Regions from separate parts of the Neogale vison genome. Here region 2 is linked to region 1. Evidence: chromatin contacts called from public Hi-C data. All regions are on one chromosome and are shown on one strand. The core of a region is the stretch at or near the end of the contact, and the rest is flanking DNA. Distances in the headings are between cores, read along the strand shown. Region 1 holds the start of DDX10 (probable ATP-dependent RNA helicase DDX10). Region 2 holds the start of ATM (serine-protein kinase ATM).

Evidence for each region. Hi-C and Micro-C count contacts between places; a contact is called where the count stands out from the background.
Region 2: a contact with region 1 is called in a Hi-C map of muscle, with 6 times the contacts expected there. The contact joins the promoter of ATM here to the promoter of DDX10 in region 1. A contact is called at or near these places in 2 of 3 Hi-C or Micro-C datasets (fibroblasts and muscle).

Annotation. Positions count from the first base shown.
Region 1 is chr7:95,733,787-95,739,461 of ASM_NN_V1, forward strand. It overlaps DDX10 (probable ATP-dependent RNA helicase DDX10), which reads right to left and starts at 2,055. Exons shown (of 18, transcript XM_044257693.1): 1 at 1,778-2,055. The coding sequence starts at 1,963.
Region 2 is chr7:96,108,962-96,114,636 of ASM_NN_V1, forward strand. ATM (serine-protein kinase ATM) reads right to left here and starts at 3,419. Exons shown (of 65, transcript XM_044257704.1): 1 at 3,276-3,419; 2 at 2,686-2,864; 3 at 1,281-1,391. It overlaps LOC122912228 (protein NPAT), which reads left to right and starts at 3,671. Exons shown (of 15, transcript XM_044257714.1): 1 at 3,671-3,827. The coding sequence starts at 3,791.

The sequences.
Region 1 (5,675 bases), core at 805-3,304:
AAAAGGGCAGAAATAAATTTGACACAGAACCACAGGCAGTGTGGCCACGGAGGCAGAGATGGGAGTGATGCAGCCACAAGCCATGGGAAAGCAACCACCAGAAGCCGGAAGTAGCAAGAAATGGATTTTCCCTGAGAATGTCCAGATGGAATATGGCCTTGATGATACGCTGATTCCAGCCCAGGGAAATGGACTTCAGACTTCTGCCTTCCAGAACTATGAGAGAATAAATTTCTCTTCTTTTAAACCATGGAGTTTGCGGCAATTTTTTACAGTGGCAAGAGGGAACTCACACAAAGGACTGTGAATTTGGAAATCAAAGCTAATGAGCTCAGTTTGGGACTTGTGATTTAAGGTATCCTGGCAGGCAAAGACATCTGGCACAGTCAGAAAAAAAGAATATGAACTCAGAAGGGCTGAGGGTAGAATACAAAAAAGGAGTCACCAGTCCACAGGAATAAGCATCGCAATTACACAAAAGAAAGAGAAGCTGAGACTACATTCCTTCAGCAACTCCAGCTAAAGAAGACTCTAAAATGCAATCTAATCGTCCTTTACAATGGTTTTTTAAGAGGCTGTGCATACAGCAATAGAAATAACGTAACAGCTAATATATTTATATGTATCGGGCATTGTACAGAATGCCTCACATGCTTCTTACTAACTCCTCCCAACAACTTATAAAATAGGTATTATCATGATGCCTTCTAAAGACAAGAAAAGGGAAGCAGACAGAATAAATAACCTGCCCAAAGTCACTCGTCTGATGATCAAAAGCCAGGATCAAATTATCATTTATCTTAACTCAAAAGCCCAAACAAAAATAAAGGTTCTCTACCTCATCTTACTGTTGACCTAAGAGCCGTTTAAAGGAAAGCTATCCCAGCAGGACACTTGATGACTATAATTCCAGAAATGTCCCCTACATTAAATCCCTGATTATAGTGCACACCAGAAGGGGGCAATCTCTGACAGGCTGAGTGAGGTGGGTGAAGGCAAACCGAGGGGGGGGGGGGCGGAGAGAAGGGGTAGGGACCCTGCCAAGGAGACTGAGGGCCGGGGGCAGGGTCAGAGGTTAAAATGATAACTACGGGGCCACTCGTCTGAGAACATCCACCACCGTGCGGGATGGCAGGTGGCAGAGACGCACCAGGAGGCCCGCTTTCCTAGGCCAACTCTTGTTCGGGGACGGGAACCGAGGAGAGAAAACGAGAGAAGCACAGGAAGGCGGGAGATGATGTCGAGTCTGCGGACCTGGCACCATGGTCCGAAGCGAAGGCTCTGGACTTGGAAAGACGCGGGTCTAGGCTTCAACTCCACACCACCTACTAAGAGGGGAGCTGAAAACAAGTTCCTCGTCTTCTCGGAGCCTCCGTGTTCTCGCCTGTAAAATGGGAATATGACCCATACCACAGCTCGAGTCCATAACTAATGGAAAGCACCCGGTCAGCGGCTGAAAGCACCGGTGCCGCTCCCGCTACTGTCGTCAGTACTATTGCGGGCTCTCCCCGCCCTCAAGCGCCGCTGCATCTCCATCACTTCACGAGGAGCAGGGTGGCGAGCCGGGATGGCCCCGAGGCCTTGTCCGCGGCGCCTGGCGGACCACCTGTGGGGCCTCGGCGGGACCCCCACCAGCACCTGTCACCCCAGCCCCGTCTCCGGCCCGCTGGACTGCGGGTCTGCACCCCCGCCCCGGCCCCCGTGACAGAGCTCCCATCGCCGCCGGGCCTCGGGGCCCCGCCGCTGGCCGGCGCCCCCGCCCCAGCGCCGGCCTCACCTTCTCGTAGTTCTGCATGAGGCGGCTGATAGCCTCGCGCTCCACCTGCCACTCGGGCTTCTTCAGCTTCTTCCTCAACTGCTTCTTTTGGCTCTGCTTATGGCTGTGTTTCTTCTTCCAACGGTTAAAACTCCGCACCGGGTCGGGCCGGCCTCCCGACCCCCGAGACTCGGTAGTTTTGCCCATCGCGGCAGCGGCGGAGACAGTCCAGACCGCCCCCAGACACGAGACACCTCAGGCCAAGCGGAGAGACGGCTCTGAGGAGACACGGAACCAGCGTGGGGAGAGAGAGGCGAACGCGCGTGCGCGGAACCCGGAGCCCGCCCCCGAGCTTTTGAAACCGGGGCACGCGCCATTGACTGCAAGGGCAAAGTGGACGCTGATTGGTGACTTGGATTCCGCGGAGCGTAGTGGGCCAGCCGCGGGGAAAGGGAGGCGGAGCGATCCGAGGAAGAGGGCGGGCTAAGGAAGGGATTCCAAAGCACGCCAGGCCGGCTCTTTAAATGGACGCAGGCGCACAGGTTCCTGTTACTATGGTGACGTCACACTACTTCAGCGCTGTTAATACATGGGCACCCTGGGTTTGCCTTGGCAAAGCGTGCGCTTAGGCGCACGCACGCACACGCATGCACACACTCTCACTCACTCACAGAGATGTGCACTCTCTGTGAATTATAATTGTGATCCCCATTTTGCGTTTTTCAGCCCAGTAAACTGAAAAACTTGCCCAAAGTTCTAACAGCTATTTAATAACCTTCGATTTCAATCCGAGTCAGGATACCACCCTGGTAATAAAAAATGAATATTCTGTATTCTAATGTCCGTCTAGGTTTTCCCTTTTATCCGACCCCTCAGACTCTGCTGCAGCAGCCGGGGACTGAAGCAGAATCCAAATGAATTTGCATTAAGATGCAGTTAGGAAGAGGGGGCGCCTGGGTGGCTCAGTGGTTTAAGCCTCTGCCTTCAGCTCAGGTCATGATCTCAGGGTCCTGGGATCGGGCCCCACATCGGGCTCTCTGCTCAGCGGGGACCCTGCTTCTCCCCCTCTCACTCTGCCTGCCTTCTGCCTGCTTGTGATCTCTGTCTATCAAATAAATAAATAAAAATCTTTATAAAAAAAAAAAGATGCAGTTAGGAAGATAAAATGAAAACTAAAAATAAAGAATTCAAAGAAAAGTTATTTACAAGTTGGTCATTTACATGACTTGATCTTCGGTGAATTTTTTTAAATGTTTTATTTATTTACTTAGAATGAGAGGGGAGAGGGTCGAAGGGATAAGCACACTCCCTGCTGAGCAGGGATCCCATGGGGGACTGGATGCCAGGCCTCCAGCATCATGACCTGAGCCAAAGGCAGTCGCTTAACCAACTGAGCCACCCAGGGGCCCCTGGATTGTTTTTTGTTTCTTGTTTTTTGACACATTTACCTTAAGCAACCACTAGTATACACTGGATTGGGGGGGGGGTAGAGCTGCGGCGGGGAAAACGGAGATTAGGTTCAAAGTTCACATGCAGACTGTTCAGGCCCCAAAATTATTTTTTCAACATCACAGAGCCAGATGACTACCCCAAAAACATGCCCATTCCCTAAACAGAAGACGGTTGGGAAAGCAGGGGGCTGTGAACTGAGGAATCTCCATACCCCGATCACTACATGTGGTGGTGGGTAAAGCTCAACAAGGGGAGGTTACTTAAAAGCATGTATATACATCCACAAAAAAATAAAAATAGAATGAACGTATGATCCAACAAGTCTGTTCCTGGATATATGCACAAGAGAACTGAAAAGCAGGGTCTGAAAGAGATGTTTAAACAGCCATATTCATAAAAGCTCCCAATATCTGAAGGTGGAAGCAATCCATGGGTCGGTCCATCCAGGAAGAGTGGATATGCAAAATGTGGTGTGTAGGTAGGATGGAATACTACTGAGCCTTAAAAACAGAGGAAATCCTGACTATGCTGCAAAATGGATGAAGCTTGAGGACACCATGCTAAGTGAAATCAGCCAGTCACAAAAGAAAACATCCAGCCTTAATCCGTGTATCTGAGATACTTATGGCAGTCAAAATCAGAAATGAAAATAGAATGGAGGTTGCCAGAGGCTAAGGTGAGGAGAAAATGTGGAGTTACTATTTAATGAGTCTGGAGTTTCAGTTTTGTAGGATGAAAACAGTTCTGGGGATGTAGCACAACAGTGTGAATGTACTTAATGCCACAGAAGAATACACCTAAAAAGATTTAAGGGGTAAATTTCATTTGTATTTTATCACAATTTTTTAAATGGTTCTTAATTTTTTTTTTTTTCAGTATCTATATACGACAAATGAGGCTCTAAGGGGCGCCCGGGTGGCTCAGTTGGTTAAGTGTCTGCATTAAAAGCAAGTCATGATCTCAGGGTCCTGGAATCGAGTCCTACATTGGGCTCCCTCTCAGCGGGAAGTCTGCTTCTCCTGCTCCAGTTCCCCCTGCTCGTTCTCTCTCTCTCTTTCATATAAATAAAATCTTTAAAAAACAACAACAACAAATGAGGCCCTCGGCTCTGTCACTCTTCTCCTACAGCTAAAGAAACCAGATATATACATACCTCAGGCAAAAAAATTGAAACAGTCATCTCTAGGAAAACTCGCCTTAGAGAAAGACCTGAGCCTAATGGCATTTAGGCAACCAGCAAAGAAATGGCGGGTTGCTAGGCTCTCCCATCTCTTCAGTGAAACCCACAAGTTAATAAGCTCTCCCATGCCCTCATAGTTTCTAATCAGCATTACTCAAATATGAAAGAATAACCAAAGACCACCAAATGTTTGAGGAAATCCTTCAGCTTTAAAGTTGGAAGCTAAAACTAATAAACTCATGCAGAAAGCAAAAAAAAAATCTTCAAAAGAAATATTATTAGTATTTTTAGAAACATAAAACATTGTTACCCAAGAATAAGAACAAAAACCATTCACAGAATGAAATAGAAGTCCTAATAGAAGTGATTTTGTTTGTTATGGGAATCAAATTTTGACATAAAATAATAGAAAACTACAAGTCTAATCACGATAAAGAATTCAATCTCACATTCCCTAGTCGTTAGGATGAAATACTTGGTAATATGAATAGTTCATATCTTGATTTCATAAAATGACATCGTATGATGATTTCAGTGCTTATTTGCTCCAACACCTTCTTTTCCATAGAAATGATCCCTAGACAGGCTTTCCAGTTGTGACACTGAGGACATTAGGTTTTATAACATTTTAATAGTGACACTATGTTCTTCACTACCAACCAATATTCAGAAAGCTCCTGAAGAACTGACAAGGATTTGGAAACGTGTCTGGTAACTAGTACTAAAAACTTAGGCAAAGCTTCAATCGGGGGAGCAGCTATCCTAAAATTTGCTGGACGAGTGAGGGAGGAAGTGTAGTATTTGTTCCTCATCCTTGATATTCTACTTCATATTATTCATCGGTTAAATTCTATTGTAAATTGTTACATAGTTGTTTATCATCATAATTCTTCAAATTATGTATGTCTCTGAAACTGTGAAAAGACCATTATATTCTTTCTGTATTTTAAAACTTTTTTTTTTTAATCATCTTTTTGAAAGGTGCCTGGATGGCTCAGTCAGTTAGGCGTCTGACTCTTAGTTTCCACTCAGGTCATGATCTCAGGGTCTTGAGACTGAGCCGCATGTCTAGGCCCTGATCAATGGGGAGTCTTCTCTCCCTCTCCCTTTGCTTCTTTCTCTACCCCTCCCCATACTCACGTGCTCTCTCTCTCTCTCTCTCAAAAAAACATAAATAAGTTTTATAAAAAAGATTATCTTGTTTGAGAAAGCAATAATACTCCAGTAGTGATGAACACAACTATCCCCCAAGTCTCAGTTTATAAATACCATTTTCCCCAGTCAAAT
Region 2 (5,675 bases), core at 2,169-4,668, 380 kb after region 1:
CTGCTTCCTCCAATCTCTCTCTCTCCGCCTGCCTCTCCTGCCTCTCTGCCTACTTGTGATCTCTGTCTGTCAAATAAATAAATAAATAAATAAATCTTTTAAAAAAATAAAATAAATTCAAAAATTTAAAAAGAAAAAAAGGAAAAGGGGATTTAAGGATTTAACAGCTGACTGACCTGTTCTTAAGGATGACCAGCTGATTTAAGGATTGACCAGCTGCACTATTTAACTCTTAACTATTTAACTCTTACATGGAGTAACAAAATACATCATTTACTAAGCCAAAAGCTGGAATTGCTTATGCTCTGGAACTGCTATGCAGGAGGTTATCAGAGCTAGTAAGCCTTCCCTAGCACTAAGTCTCAGCTGGCTTTACGGTTCTCGTTTAAAACAAAAATTCAAGTGCAATTATGCTGCTGTTTCAAAAGGGAATTAAATACTATAGTGCCAAAAATCAACTACACTTTACTATACCTTAATGCCATTGCTGTAGCCTACCTCCTTTTAGGTTTCTGACATAATCAAAACTTCGTTTGATAACCTTTCAAAAAAAGACCTAAGAAAGGCATTTTGTGTCATCATTTCTGACTCTTCTTACAAGAAAGCTTTGTTTTTGTTAAACTACAAGTGTTTACAAACAAACAAAAAACTTTTTTTGTCCTTGACATATCTCAAGAGGAAAAAGAAGGGGAGTCCTTCCCCCATCCGTTCATATAAACTCCACACATTCTTTAAAGACCAAGTATGTTTCTTTGCTGTTGTTCAATTCAGTCTTAAAATTGGAACTGAAAGACCATGTCCAATCTTCTTACAAAGGAAGAAATCCCTCCTATAAAAGTATTTAAACACTCTCCTTAACTCTGAGAGCACACTACCTAAGAAGCCAACCTATTTCGTTGGTAGGTAGCTCTAATTTGCTTCTTCATTTTTACTCATTGGCGGTTGTGACTCTTTTATCCCGTTACAACCTCCCTAACTCTGCTGTAGATTAAAGGTTGTTATTTACCCAAGAGTTTGCCATGTGATTGTAAACTTCTTGAGAAAAAGGATTATTATTTTTATTTTCCATTCCTTCTTATTTAGGACTCTTTCCCCTTCATACTCAATCATGGTTTAAAACCCTCTTGATTGAGTCAGTAAGGAAAATAAAACTAGGATCATAACCAACAAAAACACCTTAACAAGATCCATACCCAAAAAACCATAAACATAGGCATGTTTATTCCGAAGTATACTGAAGATGTTATTTATCATATAATAAAAAATGCAAGCTTACTGACCATGTGACACTTCCAGGAAGATGAAGCCCTCAATTTTTTTTTTTTTTAAGCTGTGGTTTTTTTATTCTTCTCCTTTTGTGCTCCTCTCTTCTGTTTCTCAAAGATTGATTACTTTGAAGAAAACAAAAACAGCTCAGTCAGGAAACGTTCTTTCACGGATCCATGCAACAATATTTACAGGGCCACTACCTGTTTGAGGTACTATGTTAGGGGTAGCCAGACACAATGAATTAAACAGACACAAATCCTTCCCTTGTGGAGTCGTAACTGGTGGGGGGAGAGTGACAATAAACAAGTACAGTGAAAAATCAATGCCTAATTCCAAAATATGATATAGGACTCAAAAGAGGAAAATATACACCAACAATGGAGAGGATCACTTCTGATAAGCTTCCAGGGAACATCTCAACAGAGGTTACAACAAAGCCAGGACCCGAACTGGTGCCAATCACAGAAAAAGGGAAGAGAACCAATATTTCAGGGAAGGAGACTAGTACCTGCAAATGGTCCTAAGATGAAAAAGTGCATGGTGTGTTGGAGGAATTGAAAGAAAACCGAAGGAATTGAAGAATAGTCAGCTAGAGTAAGAGAGTCAACAGATACGGTTGAACTCAATACATTAACCCAGAATTAAGCCCCTCTACCAACATGCTCCTCAAACCATACATACTTCCTGAACAACAGTCTCTGAAGTGGCAAGTCCGAGCTTCCTTTTTAGATCTCAATCAAGCAGATTCCTTTGCAGAATCTGACAAGGATGCCTACATCACATCTTCCTGTATGGAATTCTGCCTGTGGCATGCCATTCTCTTCTGGTGTTAATAGGGTGGATCTCTTGTTAGACTGTGCTGGTTCAAATCCTGCCCCTGCCCCTGACAGGTTGTATAACCTTGGACACAGTAGCTAATCTCTCTAAAGCTTAATCTGTCACCGATAAAACGAAAAACAATACTACCTCCCTCAAAGTGAAAGATTCACATACGGATTTAACAGTGCCTGGAACACAACAAATGCTCAATAAATATCACAGATTCTTCCCTTCCCCTGTTTCCTAAGTCTCTCTTCAGATGGTTCCTCTTCCATTCACACCTGCAAGACTATCTCTACCTCCCCACTTCCCACCCGAGGTTCTCCCAGTGTGATCTCATCCATCCCTAAGACCTCAACATGCTGAAAATGCCCGCATCTATTTCATTCAACGCCAGACCTCACTCCTGAGCTTCTGACACCTCTGACGCTTTGTGTTTTTACATACAATTCCCGGTCTGGCGGGCTCCCACCATCCTCCTCCGGGGGCAACTGAACAACTCGAGGTCTCCTCGCAGAACCTCGTTAGCTCCTCTACGATCACGGTTCCCCCTCAATGATCACCCTGAGCTCTAAGAGTCCCTTTACTTCTCGGTACCTGATAAAAACAGTAGCGAACACTCTTGAGGGCTCACCACCGGCAAGGATTATCACATGGGAGACAGGACAGCGCGGTCACCCACATGTCTGCCAAAACTCCCAGACCAGCAACGAAATTCTTGAGTCCGTGCTCTCGTCACTCTAGTTTAAGCCTCAGCAGATGCTCGCGGTTTAAAACTAATCAAGAAAAGGGGGGAAAACATTGTTAGTCAAGACCTCTAGCTACACCTGGACCGTACGGCGGCGGAGGAAAGGGGACGGGCAGGAGCGTGCGACCAGCACCTGGAGGAAGGTTCGAGGCTAAATCCGCGAGGGCCTCGGAGATAGAGTGGGAGAGAGTGCAGCGAGCAGGGAAGGTCCGCCCCAGAGCAGCGGGTGAGACCGGCCGTCGGGGGCCTGCACAGAGGGGCTCGTACACCCCAGCAGTCCCCGACGCAGAAGCCGCTGCCCGCTCTTCACGCTCCCCCTAACGGTGCAGTCGCACCGCCAAAGTGGGATTTCCGACAGCAGCAGCAGCTGCAGCCTCGGTCCCGGCTCCACTCGCCTCCCCAAACCAGCCCCTGCGGCTCCAGCCAGGTGGACACCCACTATTCCCGCTTCCGGTTCAAACGCAGCGTGGACACGCAGCCTGGGTCTCCCGAGGAAATAGTCGGGGTCAACCGGGGGCGGGTACCATCTGCTCATGCGCGCCGAGCCCCGCACGCTTTGCGCTTCCAGCGCTGGCTCGCCTCAAAACACTCCGCTCGTCTGAACAAACGCGCGTGCGCGTTGCCCGCCAATGGTGTGCGACCTTGCGCTCGCCGCCCGCCCCCTGGCTCCGGCAGCGGCACCTGCATCCCACCTCCTCGCCGCCTTCAGCCCCACCCCTCCGAATAGGAGGACGGAAGTGACGACAGATCCGACGGGAACCGAGGCGGGTTTTATTTCGGCGCCTTTCTTTCTCCGGCGGAAGCGATTGGCGGACGCGAGGCGAAAGAGGCGGGACAAATTGCCGCGGGTTCAGTGCCGCCACTGGAACCGGGAGATGCGGCGCAGGAGCTGTCGCTGTGTTGGCTTTTACCTGAATCTTGTCTCCTGTGGCGGTTCCTGCTGCGGCTTCGGTCATGTTGTTACCCTCGGACATAGCGCGGCTGGTACTGGGTAAGCGCGGTCTGGGAGGGACGGGTAGTGGACCCGGCTGAGCGGGACGGAGCGACCTCTGGGGCCAAAGGTTCTCCCTAGGGTGGGGAAGCTGTGGGGCTCTGCCTCCCCGCCTGCAGGTCGAGACCTGCGGCGGTTCCCCTTGAGCCGGGCGCTCGGGTAGCGTAAGCCTCTTTGTGTGCGGCTGCTGCGCTCCCCGGGGGCTGCGTGGCGAGGGGAGGGCCGGGGAGAAGCGCGGGGCGGAACACCTGAGGCCCGGAGTTCGGAGGGGGAGCCAGGCCTGCACGCCTCGTTGGGACCCCCGGAAGGAGACTTGTCAGAGCTGGGACCCGATTAGGGAACACGAGGGTGTCCCCGAGCCAGCCGGTCTCGTCGAGAGATCTTCGCGATGTCCTTCTCGCCCCTCCAACGGCGAATTTGGGGGCGAGCGGGGGTGATCTTCCCCGGCCATTCCTCGCTCTCCCTCCCCGCAGTGAGGGATCCAGCGTAGGGCGTCTGAAATGCCAGCGGCATGTTGTAAAACAGCAATTCCTCGTCTTCCTCCGGCCAGAAATTTCACGGAGGAAAATGCCTTCCAGTTGAAAGTGGGCTAGTGCTCCTGGTTCGTTTTTCCTCCATTTGAGGACGGTTGGTGTTAATGGTGTCGGGGCTTATTGTCTGTGTGTGTGTGGAAACGGGTTGTGTGTCCCCGGGAAAAATCCAGAGGGTCGCGCTGCTGGGAGCAAGAGCCCTGGGAAGCTCAGAGCCCGAGCCAGCAACCGTTTGCAGACCTCGTACGCGACAGCCCTGAAAGTAAACGGTAAACCTCTCTGATGAAACTTCCCCGTAGTGTCCGCAGTAATTACTGTCGTTACCCTATTGTTAGAAAAATCCCGTTTGTCTTAATTTTTTAAATACTCAGAGCTGTCCGGAAAACTGGCTTTTGGTGAGCACATTTTGCAGGAAACAGGAGCGGGTAACGGTTGTATGGCCCCGTTTGGGGAGAAACTAATGACTTAGTTTTAATTAATAGTTTATTAATGTGTGGTTAATCATCTGCACGCTTTATCAGAACTGAATTATCAATAGTTAACCTCCATCTGTCTCTGTGAGAAAAAGCTGGCTGTCTTGTTATTGTTACGTTTACTAGGATTATATGGAAACCAATTTAAAGTAGATTTTCACACTGTTCAAGGTAACATTGGCGTTTCCTCCAGGCATATAGTTTAAGGATTTTTGAGTTTTAGCAATTTGGTAATCCACTCCAGTTTCAGTAATGATAGTCTTTAACAGGGTTTCTCACCCTAGTCCTATTGACATTTGGGGCCCGGTAAGTATTTATTGTGGGGAGCTTTCCTGGGCATTGTGAGATATTTAGCAGCATCCCTGATATCTATGGATTAAATGCCAGTAAGACCCACTCTCACCCCTGCCCACTTAGGACAGTATAAGAACTGTCTCCAGATAAATTGCCCCTATGTTTTCTGGAGGGAAAATCATCCCCAGTTAAGAACAACTGATCTTAAAGCAATATGGTTTTCTACGTGGAATAATTCACACCAAATTGTATTCTCCACAAACCAGCTGCTCTGCTTGACTCCTGCTTTTTTTAATGGATAAAGATTCCAAATTCATTTTCTTACCCTAAAAATTCTCTGTCATTCACATTCCATTTTAATTGCCACCAATCCTACTTAATATAGCCCCCCTTATCCCTTCTTTGGGTTCTGTCATGGCTTCTGATATAGTTTTGCTATTGATTTTGCTGTTAAAAAAAAATCTGCCTGAAGCATTCATACTACATGTATTCTACACTTGATCTTAGCCAAAAGGCCGTATTCTAAAGGAAAATACTGTGTAGTTATCAAA